Regions from separate parts of the Mus musculus genome. Here all the other regions are linked to region 3. Evidence: chromatin contacts called from public HiChIP or PLAC-seq and promoter capture Hi-C data. All regions are on one chromosome and are shown on one strand. Each heading gives the region's core, a stretch centred on a gene start, on an enhancer-like site or on the middle of the called end of the contact. The rest is flanking DNA. Distances are from core to core; before and after follow the strand shown. Region 1 holds the start of Ubald2 (UBA-like domain containing 2). Region 2 holds the start of Ube2o (ubiquitin-conjugating enzyme E2O). Region 3 holds the start of Pgs1 (phosphatidylglycerophosphate synthase 1). Region 4 holds the start of Baiap2 (brain-specific angiogenesis inhibitor 1-associated protein 2). Region 5 holds the start of Prpsap1 (phosphoribosyl pyrophosphate synthetase-associated protein 1). Region 6 holds the start of Ten1 (TEN1 telomerase capping complex subunit). Region 7 holds the start of Rhbdf2 (rhomboid 5 homolog 2).

Evidence for each region. Promoter capture Hi-C pulls out the DNA fragments that hold promoters and counts their contacts. HiChIP or PLAC-seq counts read pairs in DNA pulled down with a chosen protein or histone mark.
Region 1: a contact with region 3 is called in a promoter capture Hi-C map of liver, with 4 times the contacts expected there. The contact joins the promoter of Ubald2 here to the promoter of Pgs1 in region 3. A contact is called at or near these places in 2 of 39 promoter capture datasets (liver and pre-B cells) and 1 of 484 Hi-C or Micro-C datasets (B cells).
Region 2: a contact with region 3 is called in a promoter capture Hi-C map of liver, with 2.4 times the contacts expected there. The contact joins the promoter of Ube2o here to the promoter of Pgs1 in region 3. A contact is called at or near these places in 3 of 39 promoter capture datasets (hippocampal neurons, liver and pre-B cells) and 1 of 115 datasets of contacts at active chromatin or transcription factors (pancreatic cancer cells).
Region 4: a contact with region 3 is called in a FOXA1 HiChIP or PLAC-seq map of pancreatic cancer cells. The contact joins the promoter of Baiap2 here to the promoter of Pgs1 in region 3. A contact is called at or near these places in 1 of 39 promoter capture datasets (liver) and 1 of 115 datasets of contacts at active chromatin or transcription factors (pancreatic cancer cells).
Region 5: a contact with region 3 is called in a promoter capture Hi-C map of pre-B cells, with 5 times the contacts expected there. The contact joins the promoter of Prpsap1 here to the promoter of Pgs1 in region 3. A contact is called at or near these places in 2 of 39 promoter capture datasets (liver and pre-B cells).
Region 6: a promoter capture Hi-C map of liver shows a contact between it and region 3, with 3 times the contacts expected there. The contact joins the promoter of Ten1 here to the promoter of Pgs1 in region 3. A contact is called at or near these places in 2 of 39 promoter capture datasets (liver and pre-B cells).
Region 7: a promoter capture Hi-C map of liver shows a contact between it and region 3, with 2.8 times the contacts expected there. The contact joins the promoter of Rhbdf2 here to the promoter of Pgs1 in region 3. A contact is called at or near these places in 6 of 39 promoter capture datasets (hematopoietic stem and progenitor cells, hippocampal neurons, liver and 2 more).

What each region holds. Positions count from the first base shown.
Region 1 is chr11:116,432,401-116,435,512 of GRCm38.p6, reverse strand. Ubald2 (UBA-like domain containing 2) reads right to left here and starts at 1,419. Exons shown (of 3, transcript NM_176902.3): 1 at 1,085-1,419; 2 at 892-954. The coding sequence starts at 1,204.
Region 2 is chr11:116,580,069-116,583,012 of GRCm38.p6, reverse strand. It overlaps Ube2o (ubiquitin-conjugating enzyme E2O), which reads left to right and starts at 1,566. Exons shown (of 18, transcript NM_173755.3): 1 at 1,566-2,001. The coding sequence starts at 1,600.
Region 3 is chr11:117,985,243-117,988,263 of GRCm38.p6, reverse strand. It overlaps Pgs1 (phosphatidylglycerophosphate synthase 1), which reads right to left and starts at 1,407. Exons shown (of 10, transcript NM_133757.2): 1 at 1,251-1,407. The coding sequence starts at 1,384.
Region 4 is chr11:119,941,576-119,944,420 of GRCm38.p6, reverse strand. Baiap2 (brain-specific angiogenesis inhibitor 1-associated protein 2) reads right to left here and starts at 1,329. Exons shown (of 14, transcript NM_130862.4): 1 at 1,173-1,329. The coding sequence starts at 1,226. Gm11767 (a long non-coding RNA gene) reads left to right here and starts at 1,327. Exons shown (of 5, transcript XR_001780400.2): 1 at 1,327-1,839.
Region 5 is chr11:116,488,737-116,491,979 of GRCm38.p6, reverse strand. Prpsap1 (phosphoribosyl pyrophosphate synthetase-associated protein 1) reads left to right here and starts at 1,634. Exons shown (of 10, transcript NM_026364.1): 1 at 1,634-1,932. The coding sequence starts at 1,763.
Region 6 is chr11:116,196,905-116,200,114 of GRCm38.p6, reverse strand. It overlaps Ten1 (TEN1 telomerase capping complex subunit), which reads right to left and starts at 1,260. Exons shown (of 4, transcript NM_027107.1): 1 at 1,132-1,260. It overlaps Acox1 (acyl-Coenzyme A oxidase 1, palmitoyl), which reads left to right and starts at 1,070. Exons shown (of 14, transcript NM_015729.3): 1 at 1,070-1,519; 2 at 1,734-1,893. The coding sequence starts at 1,411.
Region 7 is chr11:116,622,786-116,625,769 of GRCm38.p6, reverse strand. It overlaps Rhbdf2 (rhomboid 5 homolog 2), which reads left to right and starts at 1,550. Exons shown (of 19, transcript NM_001167680.2): 1 at 1,550-1,592.

The sequences.
Region 1 (3,112 bases), core at 170-2,669, 1.6 Mb after region 3:
ATGTTTTACCACCCCTCTCCTGGGCTCAGGCCCTCCTACACGTTTGGAGCTAATAGCTAACTAGGAGTTAGAGCAGAGAAGGGATGTGCCTGGCCTCAGGAAAGCAGGGTACCCACTGGCCAGAGGGCAAAGGCTCTAGCCTGGAGCCAAGTTGGAAGAGGACAAATCCAGGCTCCAAGAACTATTTCCTGGACTGTTTTGTTTCTTAACATACTGAGATTAAAAGAAATTCTTGGCCTCACCTTAGGTATATAAATCTGTATATCCTCCATAAAGGTTATGTTCCCTGGAGGCTTTGGAAGGGCCAGCCTACCTTTGTGGGTAGAGTTGGACTTCCGGAGCCAGGGTGGATCTATCCCTCCCCTGCTTCCTGCAGCACTGGGTGGGTGGGTGGTGTGTGTGTGTGTGTGTGTGTGCACACGGCTGTGTTTGTTGCACCAAGACACAAATCCCTACCTCAGTCGTGTGTGTGTGTGTGTGTGTGTGTGTGTTTTGCATCAAGACACAAATCCCTCAGTCCCCCACCACCCCGAAGTCCCCAAAGGTCTGGTTATCCTCGAGCCCCTTCCCCATCCTCTGCTATCAGAATCGCAACATCCTGCTGGAAGCCGTCTTCCCTTCCTTCTACCCCCACCTCCCCAACACCAAGGCCCTTACACCCAGGGCACAGCGCCCAGCACAGGGCCTCAGGCCCCGATCCAGCGGCCTGGAGGCGGGTCCCAAAGTTGGGCGAGCCAGCGCCGGCCTGGGAGCGCTCTTTCCTGGAAGACATTTTGGCTCTTTGTTTACATTCGCGGCGCGCCGCTCCCCGGCAACATGGCTGTCACCGGCGCGGCTGACAGCGACCCTGCCGCACCGAGCGCCCCCTCCGCGGCCCTGGGGAACACTTACCATCTGCGGGTGGTGGTGGCTGTTGGGAATGTTGCTTTCTTGAAAGAACGTGCTTAGGGCGGTCTGCGGACAAAATACGGGACGCAGCGGCGTGAGCGAGGCCTGGCCGCCCCGGCCCCCCCCCCCCCCGCCGCGGCCCCCCTACGCGGCCCCCGGCTCCCACGCGCGCTCCCGACCCCGGCCCGGTGCACACCTCGAACTGCCAGTGCGCCGCTTGCAGCAGCTGCTGCGCCTGATCGGCCGCGCAGCCCGCGGCCAGCACGAACTGGTTGATCATGACCTGGTGCCGCAGCTCGTCCGTGTTCACCGACATGGCGCTGGGCGGCCGCCCCGGGCTCACGCTCGCAGCTCCGCCGCCGCCCGGCGAATGTTGTGGTTCGGCTCGCGCGGCCGCGCCGACGCCGCAAACAACAGCGCGGGGCGGGGCCGCCAGGCCCAACGTTCGGGGGCCGTGAGCCGACGCCGCTGATTGGCCCACGCGCAGCCCAGCCAGCCGCCGGCTCCCACACGGACGTTCGATTCGAATCCTGCGGCGGGCCCGGCCGCTCTGTTTCTCTCCTCGCCTGGCCGCGCCCATTGGCGGAGTCGGTGCCGCGGGGGCACCCCGGCATTGGCCAGCCTCCGTGTTTTGGCTCCTCCGAGTTGGTGGTTGGCTGGGGCCGCCATCGGGAGGCGGGGCGTGATGCGCTGATTGGCCTACCGTAGGCCTGTTTGAACTCAACTCGAAAACCCTGACCGCGTTCTGATTGGTGGAGGTCATCAGTGTTTGCTGTTGTAGGCGTGGGGGTGGTGCTGGCCAAGTTCATTCATTACTTCATTGAAACTGAACATGCTCAGCTGGAAAAGCAAGACGGAGTGGCTTTGACTCATTTCCTCTGAAAGATGTGGTCATCTCGAGAAACAGAACGATCAAAATAGAAAACACACAGAACCTTCGCAGCTACTCGACTCTCAAGAGTATTTAAATTTTTAAATAGCTTCTAAACAGTCTCTCTTAAAAAAAAAAGAAAAGAAAAAGAAAACTTTTGAAACATGGCAGACAGATCCTGGGTTCAATTTCTTAACACCACAAAACAAAACAAAACAAAACAACACAAAAGAACCAGGCGTAGTGACCACATGGTTTTAATTTCAGGGCTCAGTGGGAGGTAGAGGCATTCGGATAGCTCTGAGTTCGAGGCCAGTCTTGCCTACATGGTGAGTTAGTTCCAGGACAGCCAGCAGGGCTACATAGAGAAACTCTCCAAACACACACACACACACACACACACACACACACACACACACACACACACACACGGGGGTGGGGGGGAATAGCCAGTGCCAGGGCATGCTTTGCATAATCCAGCCTCGGGGTTTAAAAACCTTATGCTTTAAAAAAAAAAAAAAAAAAAAAAGTACCTGTTTTCAGCATGAAGACATTTTCTTTGTCATTATTCCCTGATCAAGAGGACATTGATACATCTATTCACATGAAACTTACATTGTATTGGGTATTAAAGTGACCTAAAGATGATTTAAGGTACACAAGATGGTGAAGTTGGCTGGTAGGAAAAAATGACACATGGTATAAGAGCCCCACTTATCCAAGGATTCTAGACCATGGGGAGCGGGCAGGAACTGTTTCCACCCTGATCTGGAGGATCGGATTGGGAATTTACTGTGAAGGCTCCTGTTTCAGGAAGACATATACTGTTTTTCATCAGAACTAATTACAGCGAAGGTTCTAACTAGTTAGGGTGTGCAGAACAGAAGGACAGAACAGAAGAAAGCAAACCTCACTTCTATTTCTTTGCCAGTGAAGGCAGAGGCAGTGAGAGTCGCTTTCCATGGTGTGGGTGTAAAACCAGACTGGGGTTGACAAACTTGGCAGCAAGCGCCTTTACTCACTGAACTCTTTTTATTTTACCTAAAAGGACTAAATGTTCTCTTTAAGAGAACTTGCCCGTTTTTTAGAAAGTATCTAGCTAAGAATAAGGTTACAACTGATGTTTGCACACCAATGAATGCACAGCTGGCTGGAGAGCTCTCCTAGCCTACCAGAAGCCCCGGCTACCTCCCCAGCTCCACAAGAAGAGAACAAAAAGCTTTGGGCGCAAGGATGAGTTAATCTTGTTTCTTTTGTCTTCTGTTTTGTTTGTTTGTTTTGAAGGGGTAGGAGTACTATAATTATCTTTAGATATCCCCAAAACGCCCACGGGCTGAGGCTGTAAGTGTGCCT
Region 2 (2,944 bases), core at 317-2,816, 1.4 Mb after region 3:
ATCTGTGTACATGAGTTTGGGCACATGTGGGCATCTAGAAGATGAAGATGCAGTCACTCTGCAGGGCTACAACTTGATTAGGATGCCAAGGGTGCTTGCTAAACTTGACTGACTAGGAGTGAGGGCACATACCTGTAGTACTCACTAGGGAGGCAGACACTGGCAGATCTCTGTGTTTGAAACCAGCCTGGTTTACAGTGTGAGTTTACATAGATAGGTGGATTTCTGAGAGTCCAGGCCAGTCAGGGCTGCATAGTAAGACTCTGCCTCTTTTTTCTTTTCTTTTCTTTTCTTTTCTTTTCTTTTCTTTTCTTTTCTTTTCTTTTCTTTTCTTCTTTTCTTTTCTTTCTTTCTTTCTTTCTTTCTTTCTTTCTTTCTTTCTTTCTTTCTTTCTTTCTCTCTTTCTCCCCCCCCCACCTTTTTTTGATTTTTCAAGACAGGGGTTTTCTAATATATATATATATATATATATATAAAATTTTAAATTTCAATTAATTTTATTTATTTATTTTGGTTTTATTTTGTAGCCCTGGCTGTCCTGAAACTCACTTTGTTTGGTTTTTTTAAAGGCATTTTTTATTAGATATTTTCTTCATTTACATTTCAAATGCTATCCCCAAAGCCCCCTATACCCTCCCCTGTCACTTTGGGTTTTGTTTTTGTTTTTGTTTTTTGTTTTTGTTTTTGAGACAGGGTTTTTCTGTTTAGTCCTGGCTGTCCTGGAACTCACTCTGTAGACCAGGCTGGCCTCGAACTCAGAAACCCGCCTGCCTCCCAAGTGCTGAGATTAAAGGTGTGTGCCACTGCCTTGCAAGACTCACTTTGTAAGTCATGGCTGGCCTCGAATTCACAGATATCCTCCTGCCTCTGCCTTCCAAGTGCTGGGATTAAAAGCATGTGTCATAACTAAACCGCATTTAAAAAATTTTTGTTTGGCTTTTTTATTCTTTTGTTTGTTTTTACTTTTCGAGACAGGGTTTCTCTGTGTAGCCCTGGCTGTCCTGGACTCACTCTGTAGACCAGGCTGGCCTAGAACTCAGAAGTCCATCTGCCTCTGCTTCCCCAGTGCTGGGATTAAAGGCGTGCGCCACCACTGCTTGGCTTGTTTGGCTTTTTCGAGGCAGGGTTTCTCTGTGTAACCTGGACTTGCTTTGAGACCAGGCTGGCCTAAAACAGAGATGGGCTTGCCTCTGCCTCCTGAGAGCTGGGGGTTAAAGGCGTGGCCACCACGTCAGACCCGGGCATAATTTTTTTTTAAGAAATTACAGTCAGTTTTGCGTGCAGTCCCCGCCCCTCAACTCCGGTAGACCAGTACCCTTCCTCAGGCCCCTAATCCATCTTCGTTCCTGCAGCCCTGCCACGCCCCGCGGCAGTCCTTCCACCCCCGCCCCAAGCATCTTCAGCGTCCCCTAGCGACCGGGCGGCGGCTCCTAGCAACAGCATCCCGGCGCCCTAACGACGGCGGCACGCAGGCCTACGTCAGCGCGCTCGGCCCCGCCCCCGCGCCGCCGGCCCCGCCTCCCCGCGCCTTAGGCTGCCGCCGCCGCTACCGCCGCCGCTGTCGCTGCTGCCGCCGCCCGAGACTCGCGCAGAGCAGTTATGGCGGATCCCGCAGCGCCCGCACCCGCCCAGGCCCAGGCCGCCGCCGCCCCGACCCCGGCCGCAGCCCCCGCCGCCGCCGCCCCGCCGCCCGCGCCCGCTACGGACTCGGCCTCAGGGCCGTCCTCCGACTCCGGCCCCGAAGCAGGCTCACAGCGCCTGCTGTTCTCCCACGACCTGGTGTCCGGCCGTTACCGCGGCTCGGTGCACTTCGGGCTGGTACGCCTCATCCACGGCGAGGACTCGGACTCGGAGGGCGACGATGACGGCCGCGGCAGCTCGGGCTGCTCCGAGGCCGGGGGCGCGGGCCACGAGGAGGGCCGGGCCAGCCCTCTGCGGCGCGGCTACGTGCGCGTCCAGTGGTACCCGGAGGGCGTCAAGCAGCATGTGAAGGAGACCAAGGTGAGGCGGGCCGGGGCGGTCGGCAGGGCTCGGGGAGGGGAACGCCGCCTCGTCGCCCGGTGCACCGTCATCACACCGGCCTGGGCGCGCACGCCGGCAGGGCTGCTCCGGGCGAGGGGAGGGGCCTTGCGAGCGATGCTCGGCTGTGGTGTTGGCCTCGGGGTGATGGACGCGCACGGATGCCCGTGGGGACCTCCTCGGGCGCTGAGGCGCGTTCGGCGTTACACTAGTGCGGCGTTTTTTGCTTACAACCCCCACCGCTAAAGGAGGTCCGTGCTGCATTGTGCTTTCCGAAGGGAAGGCCGTGCCGGGGAGGGCTTGGCTGTGGGTATTCCAAAACAAAGATAGAGGTGAAAACCCAAGAAGTTGAGCAGATGCTGACGGAATGCATGGTGGGGCAGCGGCCCCACGTCTTTTTTGTTGTAACCCCTCTGCATCCTTTGAATTGCCTCGGAGAACTTTATGAGGGAAATGATGAACCAGTCCAGGGCCATGATATTAATAGTACTGAGGGAGATGGTGGCAGCTGCGACTGGGTGTCTAGGACTTCTTGGGGTGGGGTGGCCTATGAAATCGTGGACAGAAGAGAGAGGGACCAATGGGAAAAGCTGCATCTTGTTTTTTCGTTCTTTTGGTTTTAACCTGGGGCTCTTAAGCAAATACCACATTCTCCCACTGTTCGGGAAAGAGGCTTGTGAATGGAGCAGTTCTACAAGAGCGGACTGACATCATAAACCTAAGCCAAGATTGGTTTGCAGGCTTGTTTTCCTGAGTGTGTGGTTTTGTATCTGTCTCTCACATATCTTTACCTCACAGCTCCTCCTGTCCTGCCCCTCCCCATCAGGAAACATTTCTAAGCATGAATCAGGTCCCTGGAAGTGAGAGATCTGCTTTGGGGGAAGGCTGTTAAGTCACTGTTTTTTGCAGTGCTGAGGGTTGAACC
Region 3 (3,021 bases), core at 158-2,657:
TCAGGCAGAACTTTTGAAACCTAACATTTTTCAGTGGTCTGGTGCCCTGATGTAATAAGCGTCACCTGATTCTACCGTCCAATCGAATGGCTGGGGGAAAGAGCCATTCTGATCAGCAGGCAACCTGAGATAAGACTGCCTGTCTGCCTTGATTCTGTCATTCAGTAGGTCCTCTAAGTCTAATTTGTGCTTGGGTTGGCAAGCTCCCTGTTACTCTGTAAATCAATGACCCACATCTAGAACCAACGCAGGTGACTGCACCTCAAGCCATCTAGAGACAAGATCTTACCCACAGATCTTACTCACAGAACCAGAATGGGCCATTACAGCTCACACCTGGGAGTCAGCATTGGACATGAGGCAGGAGAATCAGGAGTATTAGGCTAACCTGAGTTACTCAATTTAAGGCCAGTATAGATACATGAAACTGTGTCTCTAAAAGAACTGGGGGTCCAGCGAGTTTGCTGCCAAGCCTGATGATCCGATTTCAATCACTTCAACTCACGTGGTAAAAGAGAACCGACTTCCCCTACCACCACCTGAGCACACAGTCATTATTTTAATTGTTTTATTTATTTTAAAGAGAGAGAGGAGGAGCTGAGATGTGGCTCAGTGGTAAAGCACCTGCCTTGTGTGCATGGAGTTCTGGGTTTGGGCCCCAGCATTTGAAGAAAAAGAAAACGAAGTCTCTAAACATATCCACACGAGAGAATATCACACACAAACACACAATCTCAATATCTATCTCGCGCGCTCCTGAAAATTAGCAATAGCATCAGGCCTCTTGGTTGAGCCTGTTCTTGGCAAATGTTTCCTTTAAAGGACCACTGCCTGAACAAACTGCTTCAAAGCTTCCCTCACCGCTTACACAACCCACTTCAGTACTTTTCCAGAAACAAGCCTTTCGAACGCGCGCAGAAAGAGTTTCGAGTGTTTCCTCTTCACGGGCCTGAGTACCGATTGAGTCAGGATTGAGAAATGTCTCCGGCAGGATGTGAGGAAGCCAGCCTGCACCGGGTCCCCGCAGGGCTGATTCACTCCGGCCAACTCACCGCTCTAACCCCGACTGCCACACTCACGCCCCGAGCCCGGAGCACAGCAGCCTTGGCCCCAGGGCCGGGCCGCAGCCCCGAGCTCGCCCCGGGTGGCTCCTGCACGGTGCACGCCCACGGGGCTCCTGGCTGAGCCGCCGGCACGCGGGGAGACAGCGAGTCCCCCACCCCCCGCCCGGCCCTCTCGAGCGCTCTCACCTCCGGCGCCGGCGCTCCCGGCTCCTGCCCAGACGGTCGGAGAGGCGGCCCAGGAGCGCGGCCAGCCCGGGCCTGCCAGGCAGCAGGCCCAGCAGCCGCCTCCAGAACACCGGGCCCGCTGCCGGCGCCGCCATGGAGACCCGCCGCTTCCGCTTCCGGCGCGCGAGAACTTTATTGACAGTGCGAGCGCGAACAGGGAGCCAGCGCGCAGGCGCGGTAGCGGCAGTGACAGCTGCATAGGCTGTATTCCCTTGTCTTTGCCTCTCTGTATCCTTTCTGGGGCACCGCGTCGCGCCAGACAGGGAGCTCAAGGGCGGGAGGCATGGACTACAGTCCTAAGTTCACCTGATGGTCCAGGAGGGAGAATGCTGGTGACAGCTCAGCACCCCGAATCCTGTCAGATTAGCAGCTGCTGCCCTGCACTTTATGCTCATCTGCCTTGCTGTAAGAGGAGGGATGCTCAGCGACCAGACTACCTGTCAGACTTCCAGCTGCTACCCTGCGCTCACATAAAGGTCCAGGAGGATTAATAACAGCTCAGCGCCCGGAGTCCTGTCAGACTGATAGCTGCTGCCCTGCGACCTATGATCATCTGCCTTGTTCCAAGAAGAAGGAAGGATGCTCAGCGCAGACTTTCAGCTGCTACCCTGCGCTCACATATGAGAGTCCAGGAGGGAGAATAGCTAGTAACTGCTCAGCGCCTCAATCCTGTCCGTTTGACAGCTGCTGCCATGCACTCACATGAGGGAGCAAGGAGGAGGATGTCAGTGGCATCTTAGCACCTGTCACACTGACAGCTGCCGCCATGCGCATTAAACTCACCTGCATTGCTCCAGGAGAGAGGAAGCTAGTGATCATTCAGAGTCCTGACACCTGTCAGATTGATAACTTCCTGAGCCCTACGCCCTCAACTCACCTGCCTGGCTCCAAGAGGAAGGATTCTTGCAATAGCTCAGTGCCCAACACCTGTCAGATAGCCAGCCCCTGCTTTGTGCCCGCACTCGTGTGCATCATCACTCAGTTCAGCACCCTGAGGCCTGACCCTCCTCTGCCCCTGTCTGACTTTCATGCCCTTAATTCCTTCCCTGGCTCACATGCTCTGGGACTTAGAAGCTAGAAACATTGTAAAACAGTCATAATTCTCTTTACCCCAGAGATGATGGAGTTAAAGCTGTAACACTTGAACTAACATTCTGAATTTCACCTCCACCAAACTATTTCAGGAAAGTGAATGACACATTTCAAAAGAATATTTATCTCAGTCTTTCTCCCATTATTGAAAAGTGTGGAAACAGCCGGTGGTGGTGGTGGTGGTGGTGGTGCACGCCTTTAATCCCAGCACTGTGGAGACAGAGGTAAATGGATCTCTGTGAGTTCAAGACCAGTATGGTCTACAGAATGAGTTCCAAGATAACCAAGGCTACACAATGAAACCCTATCTTGAAAAACAAACAAAAAATCTCAGTGAAGGAGTTGGCTAGATACACTGTGGTGTATCAATACAATGGATGGCCATAGCTCCATGAGAATATGATACCCTAGAATAATATTTCATGGCATCACTTATAAAATTTACCAGGGGCAGGCAAAATGGCTCAGTAGATAAAGGTGCTTGCTGCCAAAGCTGACAACCAGAGTTTCAACTTCAAAACATATATAGTAGGAAAGAGACTCAATTTGTCCCCTGACCTCCACATGTGCGCCATAGCATCTGTGTGCCTGCTGCTCCCACAAAATAAATGAGCATTCAGAAATTTAAATAAAAATAAAA
Region 4 (2,845 bases), core at 80-2,579, 2.0 Mb before region 3:
GCCCCCGGGACTCCAGCTGAAACCTAAGCAGCCACCCTGGAGGCTTCCATCTGCTGTAGGCAACAGAGCAAGCACAGCTATGAGGGTTTCACAGGCCATTGCCTAGAAAGGCACAACCATGGTTGGTTCATACAATCAGAAACTGTTGCTCTCGAGCAGAGCACAATCCCATTTAGCCATGAACCAGCAACTCCATGTGAAAACCTAGTGGCTGGTGGAAAGCCTTTCACTCACCCTTAAGACAGTTTTGAAATAAAGCACAGCTTTGTAAAGAGGACTGCCATGCACAGGGCAGGGCAGGAATTTCTCTCTTGAAAAAAAAAATGTCACTGAGAACTGCAGCGGACCTGATGCCATCAGGGAGCCCCAGGCTGTGCTGTTGAGGGTAAGGGGCCAGGGCTGTGAGAACCCATGGTGAAGAAATAGGAAATGGCCCGTCCATCTGTACCCAAAGCATGGACATAACATGACACCAGGGGGCTTGCACAAGGCTCTGCAGTTCTTCCATGAGAAACTGTCATTTCACAGATTAGTATGTGAATGCGAGACTCTTAACACATATCAGAAGCAAAAGCAGGCGCGTCAGCCTCCTACACAATTAGTCTTCTCCCTCTGCGGTTACATAAGATGATGGATTATCTGTCCACCCATCCAACCTGTCCGAGCTCGACCTCCCACTTTGGGCCACGTCCATTAACACTCGTAAAGGAGTTGTGGAAAGGGAAAGCCTGTTGAAGAGAAAGTGCCCAGAGGCTGGCATAACAGCACCTAGAAGAGCCCCACGGTGCCACCGCGCCAAGCAAGCGCAGGGCGACCGCCCGCAGCAGCCTGCAACCTCCACGCCGCCCCCGCTCCTTGTTCCCCTCACTCTGGGATGCAGCGGACCAGGCCAGATCGCAGAGCAGCCCAGGCCCTGAACATCTCGGTCCCTCCGGACGCCAGGACAGACAGGCGTACTGAGGGAGCGCGCGGGGGCTGAGCGGCGCCGTCGGGGTGGGGGCGTCCACTCGTGCTCGGGGACGGCGCGGGCCGCGGCGGGCGTAAGGACCCTGGGCGGGCGCGGCCACCTGTGACCAACGGAAGATCGGTCCACCACACCCGCAGTCCGGGAGCCGGTGCCCTGCTCGGGCCTGAAGACCTAGGGGCGACTCGGAGCCGCGCTGGAAACTCACCTTGTAGACATTTTCCGTGAGCCGGTGCATCTCCTCCGAGCGTGAAAGCGACATGGTCCTGGGTCCCGGCTACACCACAGACCAGAGCAGGGGCACGGGTGGCGGTGAGGAAAGCGACAACTGCAGCAACAGGAAAAGGCGCGCAGACCAGGACCACAGAGCGCGGCGCCCGGCGGCCGCTGCTTTTATAGCCGCTGAAGGCCCCACCCCACAAAAACCCCGCCTCCGGGCCCCGCCCCCGCCGCGCCCGGATCACCGCCCCCGGCTGTCCGCCCCCGCCCAGCCTAGCCGCTGCTAGGCAACCGCCAGGCCCGCTCCTGCGCCGTCTTTTCTATTGGTAGATTTCGGAGGCGGGGGCGAAGGGCGGAGCTAGAGGAGGGACTCGGAGGCCGGCTCCGAGCGGCAATTGGTCGGCCGCTGGGAGGCGGAGGCGCGGCGCGCTGAGGCCCTGGAGCTGCCTGAGGGGGTCGGAGCGACAGCCGGGCTGGGGGCGGAAAGCGGGGGCGGGGTGGCGCAGGAAGAGCTAGCGCGGGGTGTGGGCGGTGCGGGTGGCACCGGCGCGAGCGCGCGTGGAGGCGGCACTCGGGAGGCAGCGATCCGAGCTGCAGGCCCTCAAGGGTCCCTCAGGAGTGCGCGACAGGGGCCGGTGGCTCCCGCGCTATTGCAGGTGAGTCGGCGAGGCGTGCGTCGACCCTGGACGGTCTTCCGGAAGGGAGGAAACCCGGAGCCGGAGTAGGTGGAGACGGAGGAAGGTGCTGAACTCTAGCGGGAGAACCCTGAGCCCTGGAGGCAGGATCGGGACAGGGTGGGCCCTGGGGCGGGTGCTTGTGGTGGACTGGTGCTGAACGGAGGGTGGCGGCCGACAGTTGGGTCTAGAATTCCGGGAAGAGGACCCAAGAGAGGAGCGAGGGAGACGTGGAGCGAGTTCCATGGGGTGGTTCGGAAGGGAATTGGGGCGGGGGCGGGAGTTGGGTGGATAGCTCCGGGGGAGGAGCCTCTCAGCACAGCTTGGAATTGCCCAGTAGCTGATGGTTTAAGGAAGGGTAAGGCTTGGCTGAGAAAACTGACCAGGTTGGCACACGGGGTTCCAACGCGGTTCCCTTTGAAGAAATATTTACATCAATTAGACGAACAGAGAGGAATTATTTGCTTTACATTGTAAAACACCAGAGCTGAATGTTTCCTTTTAATTAAACATAACACTCCAGCATCCATTTCCTGGACAGCTGGTTACACCACTCCAACAACCCAGAGGACACAAATCCAAGGCGCGGCTGTCAAGCCTCAGCAGGGGACTCAGACGGCCCCTATTCACTTTGCTACATGTGTAAGGAGAAGGAATTCAGCCCACTGTCCTCTGTTTCCTTGTCGTCTATGTACATCTCTGTGTACATCTCTGTGTATCTGTCTTTTCTTGGGTTCTTCTTGTGACAGAAAGCCAGCTTAAACTAACTGGCTGTCAAATAAGGACTTGTCAATTACTGTTCACTGCGACTGGTTGGTTACAGCTGCCCCTTCATCTCACTTTCTAGTCCATTTAGACCAGCATGGTATGGTGCCTACTCAAGCACACACTGATCCCCTCACTGATCAGAAAGCCAACAAGGAGCTGTGCACTGGGGTAGAAGCAACTCCTCCATGCTTGCCCCAGGCCAAGGCCATGGAGGAGAACT
Region 5 (3,243 bases), core at 385-2,884, 1.5 Mb after region 3:
TGAATGTGTTTTGTAAGTCCCTTCCTTGCATAAGATATGTATCAGCAATTGGTGATTCCGTGCAAGACACTGAAGCTTCACCCTTTTATGGTGGTCCCTGGTGTCTGGCCCTTGAATAACACTGAGAGAATAGGAAGACTGAAGAGGGTACCTGCCATGTGCTACTTAAAGAGCAGGAAGGGAAAAGGCCTAGCGAAACAGGTTATGAGGTGAGGCCAGAGAGCTTATCGGCCCTTCCTGATTAGGTCTAGTGTAATCAACCTTGGGGCTCACAATCTGAGTCCAAGTCAGGTCTGGCCACCTTCTTCAATATGTTAATTAAAATTGCAACTTGGGCACGGGAGGGATGGCTCAGCAGTTAAGAGCACTGGCTGCTGTTCCTGAAGACCCAGCAGCCCACAACTGACTCCAAACTACAGTTCCAGAGAATCTGACACCCTCTTCTGGCCTTTGCAGGCACTGTGTATGCACGGTGCACAGACACAGAAAGACTCAATGTTCAGGCAGATTTCTGAGTTCGAGTCCAGCCTGGTCTACACAGCGAGTTCCAGGACAGCCAGGGCTACACAGAGAAACCCTGACTCGAAAAGCCAAATTAAATTAAATTAAATTAAATTAAATTAAAATTAAAATTAAAAGTCGAACTGAAAACAGAAAGCAGAAAAGGGAGATTTATTAAACCTAGCAACATCGGTAAGAGGAACAGAGGAATCCAGAGAAGTCCACAAGTCTGTCCTCCGTCCAGAAGTGAGATAAAAATGTAAGCAGAAGGCCGAGGATTTGCCACCTAAGCCGTCCCTTCCAGGGCAAGGTCCCGACCATCATTGAGACGCCCTTGCATGGGCTTCAACCTCAGCCTGTAAGGTGGTCTGAGAAGTCTCTGGAGCTCTGTGAAAGCTGTTTTTGGGAGTCACGTTTTTTTTTCTCCCAGCATGACATTCCTGAGGTGGGTGGGGGAAGATCTTTACTTCTTTGGGGGTCCGTTTTTCAAACAGTCTGATAGATCGAGAGGCTCAAATGTCTCTTTGGAACGACTTCATCTATTTACACAAAAGTAAATGAACACACGCGCCTTCTGTATTTGCACAAGGCGAACTCATGCGGGCAGAGCGGCTGGCTGGGGTTGAGGGGGACGGGTGGGAGAACTGAGAACAACAACGGGCAGGAGTGCAACCTTGCCTCACGTGCAGACACAGATATAACGTCTAGGGAAGGCCTCCACGTCCAGATTCTGGAGCAGTTAGTTTAAGTGCCCGCAAAAGGGAAAGGGCCGGCTGTCCCTTTTCAAATAAATCCCAGCCTGCGCAAGCGTGGAGGGGAGCGCCGGAGGCTCGTTCATCATAGAGGCGTGAGGCTAGATTGTCTCCGGTCCCTGGGCGGACATCTTAGTTCCTGGCAGTAAATTTGAAAACATTTATAAGTACCACTAAACATGGCTGCACCTCCCAGAATAGTGGACATTAAAATACCTGTCCCCGGAGACTCAAACTCAGGCGAACACGCGAGTCAGCGGCGCCTGTGTCAGAACAGGCTCTCCATGCCATGCCCACCTCCCTGCCCTTTTCCGAGATGGCGGCGGGGGCGGACGCTCTAGCTGCTCGACTCGGTGTCGCGGAGGGGCGCGGCCTGCCGCGGGGTCCGAAGGAGGCTGCGGCGCTCGGCTGCGCCTTCGGTGCGGCTTGGAGATCCGGACGCATCTGTGTCGCGCCTCGTCCCTCTGCGGCCCCGCGCGGACCGCTGTAGCCGCGCCTCGGGCCGGAGGATGCCCAGGAAGCTGCTGCTGCTGCCCCCGCTGTCCGCGTGCTCTGCTCTGCGTGTCCCGCGGGCTCGGCCCGCCGCCTCGCCGGCCATGAACGCAGCCCGCACCGGCTACCGAGTCTTCTCGGCCAACTCCACGGCCGCCTGCACGGAACTGGCCAAGCGCATCACTGAGTAAGCGAGGTGGTCCCCGGGGTGGCCCTAGCCCCTCTCCCCGTCACCTCCACCTTTGCACCCGGGAGCAGCAGGTTTGGGCCGACTCCCCAACCCCGTCCCAGGGCCGCGGCGCACTCTTAACCCTAGAGAGGTTTCCTGCGCTTGCCCTGAATCTGACCATCGCCATTTCCAGGCGTCCCTAAAGCGACAGGCGATGTGGGTCCATCCTAGACCGAAGGGTTAGGACAGTCAGGGAGAAGGGAACTCAGAAGTACTTCGGGCTGGGCGGGGGGAGAGCCGCGATTACAAGTGTGTAGGATCAGTTGTACAAAAAAGTGTTTGCTTAGGGGTGTGTGCGTGTGTTAACCACTGACCTCAGGGGACCGTGGGGGCCCTGAGATGTCTTTCCAGGCTTGTTTGTTGTTACCGATGCTGGATGGATGAAGGACGTGATTTTTTTTTTTTTTTTTAAACCTTACTTACAAACTGTGGGTGCTTCTATGGGGAAGGGATGGGAGCGTGAGCCTGAACTTTGCGGAAATCATGGAGAAGAATCCTGCAGAGCAGAGCCTCCCGGTGCCCTGCTGATAATAACCGGTCTACTTAAAGGCCCCTTTTCAATTTTGGAGAAAACTAGAGCCCTGGTATAAAGAGCCTTAAGGGCCCTTTGTGAAATAAGCTTTTTAGTAATATGTATCGTTTCTCTTCTCCTTTATGGGACAGAGCTTTATCGTAGCTCCTGCTGGCCTGGAACTTAGTGAATGGATGAGGCTTGCACTCTCAAGAGTTCAAGCCGGGAGATCTGCCTGCTTCTGCCGCGGGAACACCACACCCATCATGGGCTTTGGTTTCTGAGATAAGGTCTTATGACCCTGGTCACACTCTAAATGGTGTGATATTTCTGGCCTTGGCCTTTCCGATGCTGGCAGTTCAGGTGCGCACTTGGACTCCCTGGCGTAAATGACTTGACTTTGAACATTTAAAGTCATTTTCATATTTCAAAAGTTCTTAGCTCCACCTGTTTTATTATCAGTTGGACTTTGAAGTGGGTTTAGGAGATATGTACAGGGAGACAGTCAGTCTCTCCGGTTTCTGTTTCTTTTCATGATTTATTTATCGTGTATACAATGTTCTGTCTGCATGTGTGCCTGAAGGCCAGAAGGGGGCGCCAGATCTCATTACAGATGGTCGTGAGCCACCGTGTGGGTGCTGGGAATTGAACTCTGGACCCCTAGAAGAGTAGCCAGTGCTCTTAACTGCTGAGTCATCTCTCCAGCCCCTGATTATTTGTCTTGTCCAGGCCAAGGATCCCTTTAAACATGAAAGTTG
Region 6 (3,210 bases), core at 11-2,510, 1.8 Mb after region 3:
TTTTTTTTTTTCGAGACAGGGTTTCTCTGTGTAGCCCTGGCTGTCCTGGAACTCACTTTGTAGACCAGGCTGGCCTCGAACTCAGAAATCCACCTGCCTCTGCCTCCCCAGTGCTGGGATTAAAGGCGTGCGCCACTACCGGCGTAGTTCTTTTTGGTGGCATGAAATCAAATGAAGAAAGAGTGCATTTTACTTAGCACTTAAAGGCTTTTTGAAACAAGGCATTACACAGCCCAGGCTGCCTTCAGTCCGATTCTATATAGCTGATAATGATCTTGGACTTCGTGATCCTCAGACCTCCACTTGAAGTTGCAAGCCTGTGTGTGCCACGGTGCCCAGTTTATGCTGTGCTTTGAGATTATATTTTGGCTTTAGTGCATGCTCGACATCTCCAGCCTACTACTTAGCAATTTTTAAGGAAGAATTAAAAAACAAACTGGTGAAAACTGGCTGTCTTTGAGGCTCAGGAACTCTTTGTTATAAATCCTACGCTAGAACTTCTTAGGCGTAGGTACATCTTCGATGACGATAATGATATGGCAAAGTAAAGTCTAGATTTCAAAATTTCTAGGACCTGCCCTGCCGGTTTAGGTGGGAAAAGACTTGGGCTATAAAATGTAGAGAAACTGGACCTGTTCCCTCTCGCTTTAAATCCAGGCCCAGTGCATAAACCCGGAAGCTCCGCAGGACCAGGTCCTTGCATCCCAAGTCTCTAACGTCAGTCAAGTCGGCAATATTTTTAGCCAACGACAATGAACCGTCTCCCGAACGTAACCTTTGTCCTGTTACCCTTTCGCTCCAATTTGTTTGGGTTCCAGTAAAATCAACAGCTTTCCTCTATTAGCCTCCTCACCCCGCCCGAGACCCTTGACACCCATTCCCTTCTGGTTTCCGGGGACACTGTGGTGAGAGGACCCCCCCCCCACACACACACACACCCACCGCCCTAGCCTGAAAGGAGGTGAGTCCCACAGCGCAGGCGCAATCCCGCCCCTCAAGGCCCTGGCCAATCGGTTGCGCGCGTCTCCAGGGCTCTTTTCCTCCCGGAAAGATCACGTGAACCTGGAGACGTGAGGTCCGGGAAGAGCCCCACTCCCTTTCCAGTGCCACTGCGGTCCCTTGACCTTTTACCTTGCTTTCCTTGGCGAGGAGCCGCTCGGGGACCTCCCCTGGCCCGCAGCAGGGGATTCGTCCGTCCGGCGGGCGGTACCAGCGTCGGGGATTGCAGCCGGTCACGTGAGGAGTGGCGGCGGGGACGGGGCGGGGACGGCTCGAGGGGGCGGGGCCGAGGGCTGTCTCGCTCCGCTCATAGGGCCTGGTCGGCGCCTGAGCTGCGGAGACAGGTTGTCATCGCTTTGGTGCCTGTCACTTCTGTCGCCACCTCCTCTGCCCCCAGCACTGGTCTCCGTCATGAATCCCGATCTGCGCAAGGAGCGGGCCGCCGCCACCTTCAATCCAGAGTTAATCACGCACATCTTGGATGGTAGTCCGGAGAACACCCGGCGCCGTCGAGAAATCGGTGAGCCTGGAGGGCCGGGCCTCTTATACCGAACCAGGCGAAAGACCCCCGTGAATGAGGATTTGGGGCCTCTGGAGTTGAGGGGAAGCGGGGACCCCTACTTCGATGGGCGTCCGGTGTCAGGATTAGGAGGGGAACGTCCTCTGTTCTAATCTGATGGGAGTCAGGGAGGGTGAGTACCTGTTTCTCTTGATGTCATTTAACCCTCTTTCAGAGAACTTGATTCTGAACGATCCAGACTTCCAACATGAGGACTATAACTTCCTCACTCGAAGCCAGCGTTACGAGGTGGCTGTTAAGAAGAGTGCCACCATGGTGAAGAAGATGAGGGAATTTGGCATCGCAGACCCTGAAGAAATCATGTGGTTTAAAAAGTAGGTGTATCTTAGCACATTAGTGTATGCCCAAACTACAGCTGCAGTCTGGGGAGGTCTTCTTACCGCGCATGTCGTTTAAAGGCTTAAATTGAATACTTCATGATTCAATTTTATGTGTGAAAAATAATATTACTTTTGCATCTAGATCTTTTAGTAGGATAGCATAGCATAGTTGTAAAAATGCTAATAATGAACGGTTGTGCCCAAAATTGTTTTTTTTTTTAATTTTAACAAACTTTAAGGGATGGTGAGGTGGCTACCTGGCCTAATCATCTAATTTCAATTTGTAGAAAGAGAGTCACCTCCCTTAGATTGTCCTCTGACCATTTGCTAGAGGTGGCTGTTGTACCCCCACACACAATAAGATGAAACTTTAATTTATAAAGTTCTTTTGAACTGGGCCACGGTGACCCATGCCTTTAATCTCAGCACTTCGGAGGAGGCAGAGGCAGAGGCAGGCTGATCTCTGATTTTGAGACCAGCCTGGTCTGCAGAGCTAGTTCCTGTTCGTCAGCCAGGGTTACATGGCGAAACTGTGGGAGAGGGTGGGCCAGAAGGCCGGGCAAACACTAGTGAAGCCCGCTGGGGGGATGGGGGAGACAGAGAGGCAAATAATAAAAAAGCTTTTTGTTCCAAACATCCCTATGAAAGTTCTTTAAGTGCAAAGTGAACCTTCACTTTGTAAGAAAGCTTCCCGATACCAAAGGTGTGGCGCAGTGGAACACAGATTGCCTAGTGTCTCAAGGCTGTGGGTTTGAGTCTCAGCACTGAAGACAAAACAGAGAGGGGGTGGCGAAATCCGCCTACTGATTTTCTGAGGAACTGTATTGCAAGACCAGACATTGAACTATTTTGGAACACTATCAGATTCTGTTTTTATGTAATGGGTAGTTTGAGTATAAAGTAATAGAAAGTGTGAGAGTCCGTGGAGAACCTGTCAGACCTCAGAATGAATCCGATATTCTCAGAACCACATTCTAAGAACGTCGCATTGTCGGATGGAATGCTGGCGTTTCCTACTGGCTGGCCGGTCGGGAAAACCCGCTTTAGTCTGCGGTTGAGGAAAGCCGCTTTTTCTCAGACGCTCATCTGTTGCACTTTGCTTTTCTGTTATACATAAGGGGGCTGGAGACATGGCTCAGTGGTTAAGAACACCGTCTGATCTTCAGGGGACCCAGGTTCAATTCCCAGCACCATCACAACTGATTGTAACTCCAGTTCCAGGTTATCTGACACCCCTACATAGGCGTACATACAGGCAAAACACCAATGCATATGGAATAAATAAGTCACTAAAAAGGACTTTTAAAAATT
Region 7 (2,984 bases), core at 301-2,800, 1.4 Mb after region 3:
CTCCATACTCTCTGGCTGGGCGAGGACTTCAGAAAGAAAGACTGAGGCCATTGGTGCAGGGGCTGAGGATAGGGACTCCAGACCTGGGGGTACAGGTCTAGTTCGTTCCTCTGCCATTTCCTGCCTGCCGTAAGTTTCCACATCAAATCCCAAGTGAGGGGCTAACCCAGGCCCTAGGCATCTGTATCAGTGGCACCCCCTGCCCTTCTCCGGCCTGCTGTTCTTGTTCAGGAGCTGACAGGTCCGGCGAGTGCTCGTAGGTGGGAGCATGGGAGTGTTGGACAGGGTGTCATAAATGTAGGCCTTCGTACAGGGCTAGGTACGCGAACATGAAGAGTGGTACTCTACCAGGAAGTGGGTAAGAACATCACAAGATGGCACCACCCAGAGCCGAGTTAAGGGAGGGATATCTGGGTCCAGGAGGGAGATGAGGAGGCACAGCCCAGCTCCTATGGGCTCAAGGTGGCTAGAGACGTGGGCTAAGGAGGATAAAAGCCTGTGGCTTAAACTTGAGGGAGGGCCGGCCGTCACCACTACTAATAATAGCAAAGATAACAGCAGCTGCTAGTTAGAGCCAGGGGCCCCACAAATGCTCCCTGTTACTGCTACCACACAGAGAGGGGAAAGCTGAGACCGAGGAGGCTTAGGGGATTCATCTAAGACCACAGGAGCAGTCAATGGCAGATCAGGATTTGAACCCCCGGCTCTGTTAGCTGGAGTCATATATAGTTATTTCTCATTACAGCCAACAAAGCAAGTTACTTGGTCAGTATTGGCCAGGCTAGAGTATCCAAAGCCTGGGCCTGGGGGCTGTTCATGACACGGAGATGTGGAGGGCCTTCCTCTGCATCTATTGCCAGTTACTGTGAGAGCCAGCTTTCAGCCTTAGCAAGAAGCCTCTGTGTCCTTGGGTGCAGAGCAACATTCACAGTTTCCTAAGGGACAGTCCCAAGAACTAGCATATACCTCGGTTGCCTTTCCAACTGCTCTGTGTTTAGTCCTGGGGTGGTTAAGGGGACAAGACCCAACTTCCAGCAAGGACCCGGTCTGGCCTAGAAGGGATGCCAGGCCTGAGGAGAGATCATTCTAATGGACGAAGGAGAGACAGCAGCTAGAGAAGGCCAAGGCTTCCTAGACGATGTAGCTGCAGCGATCGATCGGGGATTCTGGAAAGGATGCAAGCCTAGTCGAGGCTCCTGGAGTCAAAGGAGCCTGAGGTCACACGAGAAAGAGAAGGGGAAATTGAGTGGTTTTTGCTTGGTTGTTATGGGGGTGTGTCCGTGTGAGCGCGTGTGTTGCTGGAGATCGAACCTAAGATCTGTGTGCTAGGCAAGTGTTTAAATGTGGCCATAAGTGGAGCAGCAGGAGCTACAAGCCCAGGCAGAAGCCGCGGGCCGACCACGCCCCCCGAAGCACCGCCCACACACCAAGAAGCCCCGCCTCAATGAGGCCCCGCCCACACCCAGTCCCCGCCCCTGCGCCCTCGCGCAGGTAGGGAAGAGGCGGAGCGCTGGCGCTCAGCCTTGTAGCCGCCGCCCCGCCGCTGCCCACTCTGCTCTCAGCCGCTTCCCGGGACGTGGGGCCTCCGAGAGGTGAGCACGGGGAATTGGGTGCGGCGGAGCTCGGGTCCGCTAGGCCGCGGGTGGCCAGGGATTCACGGGGCTGCCCCGTTCGGCCGCGGGGAAGGTCGGGGGCTGTGCGCCCCGCAGAGCGCCCTAGAGGCCGAGGCTGGACTCTGTGCCCGCGGGACCGCTGGATCCCTCCCGCAGATCCTTGGCCTCTGCTGGGACCAGGACGCCTAAAGGGGTTCCCCGGGGCACAGTCACCAGATGTCTGGGCGCGTGGTTTGCGCAAAAGTTTAAAAGCCCAGAGAGGAAGAGAGGGCACTGCCCAGTGTTGGAACATGCGACTCCGCCTCCAACCAGAAATCCCTTTTAGACCTTAAGACTATATTCCCCTGTCTCCCGGGTGAACTTCCAAAGTCCTCGGGCAGCGTTTTGTGCGTGGAGCTTCGCCGCCGTGGTAGTAACAGGTGCGGGGGTGGGGGATGGGGAAGGCTCACACCGCCAGAGTAGTCCGCGGCTCAGAAAGTGTACTCAGGAGTCCTGGCTTAAGGACCGAGGGGTTTGGAGAGTTGGGCCCCCAGCTGATGTTTCTGCATTGGATTGAAAGTTAGGGAGCGAAAGGTCTGTAGGGCCCAGGTCTCTACCACAACCCCAGGGCAGAAGGGAAGCCAGGTCCATACCTTGATTCAACTCCAGGAAACACCGAGCCGCGAGTCTGTAGGGCCGGGACATAGAGAGCGAAGGTGAGGTGTACCTGAGGGATTGCCTCATAGGTGGAGCGGTTGCTGTTTCTCAACCAGCTGCATTGGGGGTTCCAGTGTGGGTGACATCTTGTGGTGAAATACTGTCCCCAGCATCTATGTTGTGCTGTTGTGATTGTAGTCAGGGAGAAGAAAATGAAACTTGGTTTCAAGCAGTGGTTCTCAGCTTAGGGGTGCTTTTGCCCGCTAAGGATATTTGACAATCCCTGGAGACACTTGGCCATCACAGGTCTGCCCCACAGTACAGAATCTGGCCCCTCAAAAGTCAACATTGAGTGACCGTCCTATGACCACCAGCCCACTAGGGTACTTCTTGTGAATTTCTCTCCCTACCTAAGTTTCTCCAGGGGCTGGGAAGGGCCAGGACGAATCTCAGTGAGAGATAAAGAGATAGGTGGGCAGGCTTCGCCCTGGCTGGCCACTGGCCCTGTGGAGGAGAAGCTGGGAACAGTGGCTCTCTCGAAGCACAGGTCTGTAGTACTTTACCCAGGATAGCTTCAGACACAGGATAAGCTCAAGGTAAGCCAGAGTAGCCCTGGGGATGGAGGAAGGGCAGGACCAAGCTCTGTTCCCATGGAGTTTCCCAAAGCTGGATGAGCTGAGGTCTCCCGGATAGCGGAATGCCATGTGACCAACTGGAATTTTCCTTCTGAACACA